Linked DNA regions of Mus musculus: region 1 is linked to region 2. The links are chromatin contacts, called in public capture Hi-C maps. All regions are on one chromosome and are shown on one strand. Each heading gives the region's core, a stretch centred on a gene start, on an enhancer-like site or on the middle of the called end of the contact. The rest is flanking DNA. Distances are from core to core; before and after follow the strand shown.

What was found. Capture Hi-C pulls out chosen DNA fragments and counts their contacts.
Region 1: a capture Hi-C map of embryonic stem cells shows a contact between it and region 2, with 6 times the contacts expected there. The contact joins the promoter of Styk1 here to the promoter of Clec1a in region 2.

What each region holds. Positions count from the first base shown.
Region 1 is chr6:131,310,863-131,316,338 of GRCm38.p6, reverse strand. It overlaps Styk1 (serine/threonine/tyrosine kinase 1), which reads left to right and starts at 2,512. Exons shown (of 9, transcript NM_172891.2): 1 at 2,512-3,420; 2 at 3,754-3,888; 3 at 5,140-5,406. The coding sequence starts at 3,357.
Region 2 is chr6:129,450,702-129,455,481 of GRCm38.p6, reverse strand. It overlaps Clec1a (C-type lectin domain family 1, member a), which reads left to right and starts at 3,482. Exons shown (of 6, transcript NM_175526.3): 1 at 3,482-3,878. The coding sequence starts at 3,767.

The DNA of each region.
Region 1 (5,476 bases), core at 1,263-3,762, 1.9 Mb before region 2:
ACATGCTGGGTGCTGTTTTTGCTGATGTCATCAGGATCTCTCCTGTCCCATGGTCTCCGGAAGGTGGACGTCTTCTGAATTGCTTTTCTCTTTGCTGTTTTGGTTCACCACCTACTTGAGGTAGACTTCTCCGCTCAATGTCTTTATAGACTACATGCTGTGAGCAAACTCACAGAGAAAACTTTTCTCTCTATCCCTTTCTCTCTATCACTATCCCTCTTCTCTCTTTCTCTCTCTTCTCCCCCCACACCCATTGCTCTTTTTTTTTTTTTTTTTTTTTTTTTTTTTTTGATAAAGGGTCTATCTATGTAGTCCTGTCTGTCCTGGAACTCACTGTGTAGACCAGGGTGGCTTCAAACTCACAAAGGTCCTCCTGCCTCTGCCTCTTGAGTGCTGGGATTGCCCAGTCGATTCTCTCTCCTGTGTGCAATTTTTCACCATCTGCCTACTCCTAATTAGCCTGCCACACACCTGTCTCCCTTCTGCCTCGTTTAATTGTGATCCACAGTGTCTGCTCATGATTGGGGAAAAGTGAAAAGGTGTGAGGCTGGAGCTGGCAGATTTCTTTGCTTATGTTTTTGTTGTTGTTGCTTGTTTGTTTTTTATTTTTTTTGTTTGTTTTTTGCTTTTTGCTTTGTTTTGTTTTGTTTTTGACAGGGAGCCTGTGCTTCAGTAAGTAGCATCTTGATCATCAGCACCAATATTAAAACTCAATGTGCAACTGGGATGGTCTGTAACCTAGGATGGCTAACTTGACAGTTAAGAAAATCCCTACATTTGGTTTCAGACTGGTCAGAATTAAAGCAGTAGGCTGCACTGACTCCAGAGCCACCATTTCTCTCAGCAAGGGCACAGAGTAAGTTGGTAAACACATGGAAGAGTGGGAACTATTGCTTCTGTTCAGAAAGAAGCAGGGTTGGAGGTGTCGTTTAAAAGTTGTGTGAGTTGTACGAGTTGTTGAAAGTGGTTAGATAAAGAGCCTGCTCAGTCACAGCAGCTGTGCTATGAGCAGCAGCACTAGGTCCACAGGGTTGGGCTTTTCCAAGTCAGCTATGGAGGGAGAAGGGGCTCCTGAACCCTACCTCATACTGCTAACATATTGCTAACTAGCAGACTTTTAGCTGAGAGAGAGGCAAAGCACACAGTTATGCACCCCATTGGTGATGTAGGGTCACACAGGTGGCCCAAGTTAAACCCTGTGGGTATAAAAAAAATAATAATAATAATAAAAAGAAGCAAAAACCCAACAAACTAATGTATAAAGGAAGGAGTGTTGTAAGGAAGAGGCAGGAGGAAAATGTGTGTGTGTGTATTTTGTGGGAGAGGACCAAAATGCATTATATACTTGTATGAAACTTCCAAAGGACAAAGCAGATTACTAATAAAAAGAATCTACAACAGTAAACAAGAAACTAGTCACTGTAATCTATTTGGAGAATTGTTAACTGGAGCAGGAAACATTTTTATGCTACAATATTTTACATTATGATTTTAAATTCATGTGTGAGTGTCTGCATGCCACTACATTATTGTGAAGGACATCGTCTGATATCAGACCTCTTGTTCCAGGCTCTGTTTGTTGTTTCACCTGCAGTGTGCAGCAGGCTAGCAGGCCTGTGAGCTTTAGAGGTGCTCCGTTTTTCTGCCTCTCATCCAGGAAGGCTGGGATACACAAATTCCAGGGATCCAAACTTGGGTTCTCAGGCAGTCACAGCTAGCAATTTACATATTAAATCATCTCCCCAGCCCTATGTTTGTTTGAAGCACATTTTCATATAGATGTATTTCCTTTTTATTTAAAGGAGAAAAAAAAAAGATGGCTCTTTCTATAGTGACACTTTCTATAGTATAGGACCTGGTTAGAATGTGGGTTTGTTGAACTACCTCTGATAGGTATTGAGGAGGTCCACATAAGCTTTCAGAGCTAAGGGACCAAAAAGCTTTTGTTAATAAATGATGTCTATTTAATTCTTCAGAGGGTGCAAGTAAATCAGAATAGGCAAGCAAAAACTGACATCAGGCTTCAGCCCTTTCCTTCAACATGAGATTTGTATGGAAATTCCAACTTTGGGGGTAATGCCTTGGCAATCTGATGGCTCCTTCCAGGATGGTTATACCACTTCTCAGTGAAGACAATAAAGTCACTATTGATCTGGGATGGATTTCAAGGACAATAATACAAGTGAGAAAGGTGATCTCACATGTGTTATTGTATGATTCCATTTATATAATATGATGACAAAATAATACAGGGATGAGACAGATTCCTTGTTACCAGGAGTTAGGTGTAATACAGGAGGGCGTGAGTGTCGTTCAGGAGACAGTGCTAGCTAGAGCTTGAGACAGAGCAGTTATGCTGGGGTATACAGAGATCACACACATACTAAGGTAGACAGGGAACTTACTAGGTAGCCACAGGCTGGCTTCTAACTTGCCATCTTGCTGTCTTTGTCTCTAGAGTGCTGTTTTTGCAGGTGTGAGTTGCCTTGTTTTGGTATTGCATAGTTACATTAATATGTGGTCATTGGGGGAACTGGGTGAGGGATACAGAGAAAGAGGACACATCTGTTGTGTACTTGTAACTTTACATGAAACTCTGCTTTAAAATTAAAGGGAAGCAGAGGCAGGTAGATCTCTGGAGTTCAAGGCCAGCCTGGTCTACACAGTGAGTTCTAAGATAACCAGGGCTACACAGAGAAACTCTGTCTCCATCCAGCCCCCACAAAGTCCCACTGAACTTATTGGAAATTGTTCCTACATTATATTTCAGTTGGTTGATGTAAAATAAAATATTTATATGTTGTATGTAAAAAAAGCATAAATCATCTCTTGGCATTTGCCATATATATTTATTCAGACAATGGTTTGGATAAAGGTGGAATGAAATGTTATGTACAAAAATGTGACATGCAGCTGAAATGAATTTAACATGCTTCAAGATTGTAGCAGGGGTAGATATTTATCAGCAGTCAGGATGGTTCGGCGGGTCCCTACTTCAGCATGATCACATAAGTCTAGGGTGCCTTTACAATACTTTCAATAACAATGAAAAAAGGAGCAAGGCTGGAAAGTTGCAAAAGAGAGAAAGTAAAATGCATTGGGGGGAAATGAATGTTTTTCAGACTGAATTTTAGAAAAAAGAGCAGAGAGGAGTGGGTGGCTCAGAAAAGACACTATGTGCTTAGTAACTAGAGTGTCATAGGTATATTTAAATTTTCTACATGTGCTGTTTTTTGTTTTATGTTTTTTGTTTTTTTTCCCTAGAATAATAACGAAGTCTTTGGAAATACTGCACCACTGCCGCTGTGCTCCGTGCATCCTCTGTGCGCCTAACAGAGGAGGTTGGCCCTGTGGCCATGGGAGAGAAGGGTCACCTGAGCCGGGTGTTGTTGGAATGCAGTCTCAGTGACAAGCTGTGTGGTAAATGCAGATACCACATCTGCCTGTAACCGGATGCCAGAACAATAGAGACTGATTTCTGGATGTTTCTACAGGAGGAGGGTGGTTTCACTTCTAGTGGAAATGAATAGGGGGTGGAAGGCATCATTTTTATAGGGTGAGGGTGACATGCCAATCAGAAATAACAAAAAAAGATCCTTGATGGTCTAAACCACAGGGTTAGTGTCTGGTTAAGGTTGGCCTCCATGGGTCTCCATTGAAGGGAATGAAGAGAACTCAGGAGCACTGAGGCATGCTGGGTAGGGGGAACTGTGGCAGGATTCTTACTTCTATCCCCATTTATGGCCTACACAGTTGTCCGAGAGAAGCAGTATGAAGTAATCATTGTTCCGGCTCTCCTGGTTGGCGGCTTTCTCATCCTTCTTGCAATCATCCTGTGGCTTTTTATCAGAGGACAGAGATCCCAAAGGCAGAGCCCTGGACCCCGAGGTAAGGCTCAAACTCTAGGGGTAGGCATGGGTTCAGGGACGATTGATTTTAAGAAAATCATAACCCAGGTTTTCAATAGGCCCATCCCATAGTCAGATCTTACAAATGATAAGCCCAAGCCGCTCAATATCTCTCATGTCCAATGATTTTCTCTCTACCTGATCCCAACTCTATAGTGACCTAGTTTTCCCTTGATAACACAGAATAATCCATGAAGGCCTTGATTGGTCTCTCAGCTCATATATTTTAAAGCCCTCCATCAGTTCGCTGTGTTTCACAGAAGAGAATATAGTAAGGTTCTTCCTAGGGCCCTGTATGATCTGGCCCCTCTGTCTTCCACATCTGTCCAGCCATCCCACTTGGCTCCCTCTGTACTGCCTTCTTTGCTGCTCCTTAAACATCCTAAGTGTATCCTTCTCTTAGTGCCTTCATACATCTTGTTCCATGTGCTACAGTGTCATCATGGTTTGCTCTGTAATTGCTTCTAGGTCTTTATTAAATGTTACCCTATCTAAAAGGCCTATATTTGGCATCTATAGATAAAATAGTATCTCCTCTTGCTATTTCCCCTCCTAACACACTGTCTCATTCATTCTTAATGCTATATGCTCTATGATTGAAAACTAATCTTAGGTAGATCTGAACTTTGTCTATCCTCAACTCAGAGAGTGCATATGGTATATGGTGATATTTACTGAACAGATTGATTGATTAACAAATTATTAGAAATACCAGAAGGAAACTTTCTTAGCCAGTTGTAATGGTAGCTGTGGATGGAAGGTAGTCTCAGAAGATCTTTTGACTATGATTCATGAGAATATAAAATGATTCCACATTTGAGAGCAACCTGAAGAAAGAAAAACTACAGCTTATGGATATAATTTTGGAAGTCATATGACTGACTTAAAGGCTATCCCTGCTGGTAGTAACTGCAATATTTTGGTACCTGTGGTGTGGATTTCGTTTTAGAACTGTCCTGTCTTGGTGCTATACCCATGGGGAACACTGAAGATAATCCCAAGGATTATTAAAAAAAAATGACCACTTTCAAGGGCTTCATCTTTAGTTTTCTACAAGGAATGAAATTATTATGACCATTGTAAAGCTCAGTGTTGGTATTCATTCACTGAGAAGCATCAGAAGATGTCCTTGTATTAGTTGTAGAGAAATTTTCCTAGCCACTTTATTCAATCTGCTTTTCTGGTGTCCCCAGGGCAGGGGCAGTTGATGGACATTACCTCTTTGTTCTAGGCACTGCCTCTGTACCTGCATCTAGGGGCAGAAGCCAGGAGGCAGCAGGACATGGAGAAAAAGTACTTCTGCCTCTTAAGGAGACCTCAGTGGAGGGCTTTCTGCGAGCGGCCACACCCCGCCTGGCTAAGCTGCAGGTGCCCAGGGAACAGCTCTTGGAGGTTCTGGAGCAAATCCACAGTGGTAGTTGTGGGACCCTCTATCATGCAACAATGACCACCAAGGATCACCCTAAGCCAAAAAGTGTGGTCCTTAAGGCTTTAGAAGGTAAAGTAGAAAATCAATTTCTCTCCCCTTTTACTTCTCTGCTGTGAGCCCATCCCTGTAAATACTGAGA
Region 2 (4,780 bases), core at 2,233-4,732:
GAATTAGAAAGGGTAATCGGCAGATTCATCTGGAATAACAAAAAACCTAGGATAGCAAAAACTCTTCTCAAGGATAAAAGAACCTCTGGTGGAATCACCATGCCTGACCTAAAGCTTTACTACAGAGCAATTGTGATAAAAACTGCATGGCACTGGTATAGTGACAGACAAGTAGACCAATGGAATAGAATTGAAGACCCACAAATGAACCCACACACCTATGGTCACTTGATCTTCGACAAGGGAGCTAAAACCATCCAGTGGAAGAAAGACAGCATTTTCAACAAATGGTGCTGGCACAACTAGTGGTTGTCATGTAGAAGAATGTGAATTGATCCATTTCTATCTCCTTGTACTAAGGTCAAATCTACGTGGATCAAGGAACTCCACATAAAACCAGAGACACTGAAACTCATGGAGGAGAAAGTGGGGAAAAGCCTCGAAGAGATGGGCACAGGGGAAAAATTCCTGAATAGCACAGCAATAGCTTGTGCTGTAAGATCAAGAATTGACAAATGGGACCTCATAAAACTGCAAAGCTTCTGCAAGGCAAAAGACACCGTCAATAAGACAAAAAGGCCACCAACAGATTGGGAAAGGATCTTTACCTATCCTAAATCAGAGAGGAGACTAATATCCAATATATATAAAGAACTCAAGAAGGTGGACTCCAGAAAATCAAATAATCCCATTAAAAATGGGGCTCAACTAAACAAAGAATTCTTACCTGAGGAATACCGAATGGCTGAGAAGCACCTGAAAAAATGTTCAGCATCCTTAATCATCAGAGAAATGCAAATCAAAACAACCCTGAGATTCCATCTCACACCAGTCAGAATGGCTAAGATCAAAAATTCAGGTGACAGCAGATGCTGGCAAGGATGTGGAGAAAGAGGAACACTCCTCAATTGTTGGTGGGGTTGCAAGCTCGTACAATCACTCTGGAAATCAGTCTGGCGGTTCCTCAGAAAATTGGACATAGTACTACTGGAGGATCCCGCAATACCTCTCCTGGGCATATATCCAGAAGATGTCCCAACTGGTAAGAAGGCCACCTGCTCCACTATGTTCATAGCAGCCTTATATATAATAGCCAGAAGCTGGAAAGAACCCAGATGCCCCTGAACAGAAGAATGGATACAAAAAATGTGGTACATTTACACAATGGAGTACTACTCAGCTATTAAAAGGAATGAATTTATGAAATTCCTAGGCAAATGGTTGGACCTGAAGAGCATCATCCTGAGTGAGTTAACACAATCACAAAAGAACTCAAATGATATGTACTCATTGATAAGTGGATATTAGCCCAGAAACTTAGTATACCCGAGATATAAGATACAATTTGAAAAACACATGAAACTGAAGAAGAACGACAACCAAAGTGTTGACACTTTGCCACTTCTTAAAATTGGAAACAATCACTCATGGAAGGAGTTACAGATACAAAGTTTGGAGCTGAGACAAAAGGATGGACCATCTAGAGACTGCCATATCCAGGGATCCATCCCATAATTAGTTTCCAAACTATGACACCATTGCATACACTAGCAAGTGTTTGCTGAAAGGACCCTAATATAGCTGTCTCTTGTGAGACTAGGCCGGGGCCTAGCAAACACAGAAGTGGATGTTCACAGTCAGCTATTCGATGGATCACAGGGCCCCCAATGGAGGAGATAGAGAAAGTACCCAAGGAGCTAAAGGGATCTGCAACCCTATAGGTGGAACAACAATATGAACTAACCAGTACCCCGGAGCTCTTGACTCTAGTTGCATATGTATCAAAAGATGGCCTAGTCAGCCATCACTGGAAAGAGAGGCCCATTGGAATTGCAAACTTTATATGTCCCAGTACAGGGGAATGCCAGGGCCAAAAAGTGGGAATGGGTTGGTAGGGGAATGGGGGGAGGGCATGGGGGACTTTTGGGCTAGCATTGGAAATGTAATTGAGGAAAATACCTAATTAAAAAAATAATTTAAAAAAAAGAAGAACTTGAGATCCACCTGGTCAGTCCTGTGAATGCTGGAGTTCCAAATGTGTACTACCACAGCTACTCTATAAGTTTTAACATTTATATCTTCTTAATATGTCATTACACTCTGTGCCTTACATACCTTGACCTTCAATGCCTAACCCAAAGCAAAAAGAAACATTTTTATCTCCAACTTTTCAACCAGTCATTATTCAATAAATGGTTTTTGTTATTCCTCATCTTAAAATTATAATAATTAGATGAATAACTTTCAGCTTGAAACAAAGAAAATTCACAGTCTGTAGTTTCTGGTGGTCTTTTATAGGCTCTGGCTGCTCTAACTCTGTTTCTACCCTAGGTGGTATTTAGTGTGCTTATTTTATCCAGGCATTACCTATATAGAACAGCTTTGGTAGAGTGATGAGAGTACAATAACTCGTGTGTGTGTGTGTGTGTGTGTGTGTGTGTACATATATATATATGTGTATGTATATATATATACATATGTACATATATATACATATATACCTATATATATACATACATATATACATATATGTGTGTATACATGTATATGTATGTGTCTGTGTGTAAGTTGTGTAAACTAGATATGTATGTGATAGATAGATAGATAGATAGATAGATAGATAGATAGATAGATAGATAGATAGATAGATGATAGATAGATAGATTGATTTACTGGCCTGACCGCACACTTTCCACTATATGATGGTACAGTATCTCTCTTAGAGAATGCATCCCTCCCCTCAACAATGAATTTGTCAACACTTTGATCTTGAGTCAGAAATATGAGAAACATTTTTTTCATTTTGTATGAATGATCTGGTCTCAGGTATTCAGTTATTCCAACGCACTCACATAAACATGACAAATAATAGATTATACTGTTCTGCTTCAGGAGTAAGGCTGGACATAGACCGAGACAATTTTCTCATTTCTTATCTTACAACTATAGGAACACACAGCTAGTTGTCTTCCCAGCATAGTAGTTAATAACAGCGCTGTAAATCGGGACTGCTAATAAAGCATGGGATTGCTTGTGATCACAGTGTGCCTGGTGCGCTATAAAATGTTAAACCAAGTCCGAATACTGTAAGAAGAAAGGATATGAAGTGGACAACAGGGGTGACCTTTCAGAGCTAATCGTACCCTAGCCAGCTATGTGACCTCCAAAGAAATCACTTCACCTAAATAGCTTTCACTTTCTTTTTGAGTAAAATAAAAAACTAAAATCGATTGGGATGCTCTCAGGGGGTCTGCTTCGGGACACCCAGTGAATAATGCGTTGCTCTCTGCCTTTGGAGACAGGAAGAGTCTCTCCTCCTTCCCCAAAGGTACAGGTGAGTAATCAGATTGTGATGCATACTGGGGAAAAAAAAATTCCAGTTCTGATTATGCTTTAGACTCAGAGGACCTTCAGTGCTACTAGGAGGGGTCATCACATCCCCACCTTGCAACTCTGAAAGATTTGTAAGCAGATACACACAGGGTCTGTAAAAGGCGGATATTTTAATAACTGTTCACAGACCGCCCAGCCAGAAACACGCGATTTCCCCTCAGCCAGACTAACTTGGCATTCTGAATACAGGCTCAGAGGGGAGGGGCCGGGTCTCTCCATGCAGGAACTGGAGTCAGAGGCTTCCCTTGCTGCTTGCAGGGAAAGACTATTAAGAATGCCTCTCAGTGCCTGGTTTCCTGAGGTATCTGAGGGTAGACAGGCGGCCTCTCGAGCAATCTGAGCACATCTCACCGGCATCTCTGCAGGAATCAGGATGCAGGCCAAATACAGCAGCACAAGGGACATGCTCGATGATGATGATACCACCATAAGCCTGTATTCTGGAACCTCCACTGTCACCAGACGTGCAGAGCCCAGGCACTCAGGTACTTGCTTCTGTCTCCCCGAATCCAAGCAGAGCAGAGCTCTGGAGAAAATCGTGAGATGAGGCACTTTTCCTAGGCATGAGCAAGGCTGAGTGAAGGGAGGGAATCTTCCCATAGCTTACAGTGAGAGGTAACTGCACTTTGCACAACTTGTCTACACGAATGTAACATTTGAAAAATGGAACCAGCATACACACGGGGGTCTGATTCTCTAACACTGTATTGCTGGCTTAGCATTTTGCAAGGAGAGAATGTGAGCCTTCCAATTAGAGACAGCATGGAAAGAAGAGATGGTGAATACCTTAAAGCAACATTGTTTCCTTTTCCTTTCTCAGAAAGGCCAAATCAGGCCAGCTTGTTGTTGTCCATGTGGACTGTCACCTGCGATGGGATTTGGAAATTTAGGGTAATAAAAATGACCATTTCGTTTTTTGTCCGTTTTGAAGTCTTAACTTTAAAGGAAAGATTTCCAAGGAGGCAAATTAACTCGGGTATTTGTTCGAATCTCTGCATCTTGAATCTGCAAGATCTTGGAGGAGGCATGTCAGAGTCAGGTATTGGTTTCACCCTTTGTTTTATCAAGGACATCGGAAGTAAATCCTAATGTTTCGTTTCCCCTTAGGTATGAAATTCTGGGATTTGTGACTGAGATTAAACCTAGGGTTTTCCTCTGGAAGGAACAGCATAAAACTGAGCTACTCTGTAGACTTGGTTTAATTCAGTGGGAGACAGTATCTTCCTAAGTTGTCTACTGGCCTCAAACCTGTGACCTTCCTATCACTGTTTCCTCAGTAGCTGGGTTATAAGCAGGCACCAGCATATTCTGTCCCCCTTTGCTCTTTTATTTAAAAATATTGAAATTATTAAATCATACTTAGAAGACATTTAATTTGGCTTATGTC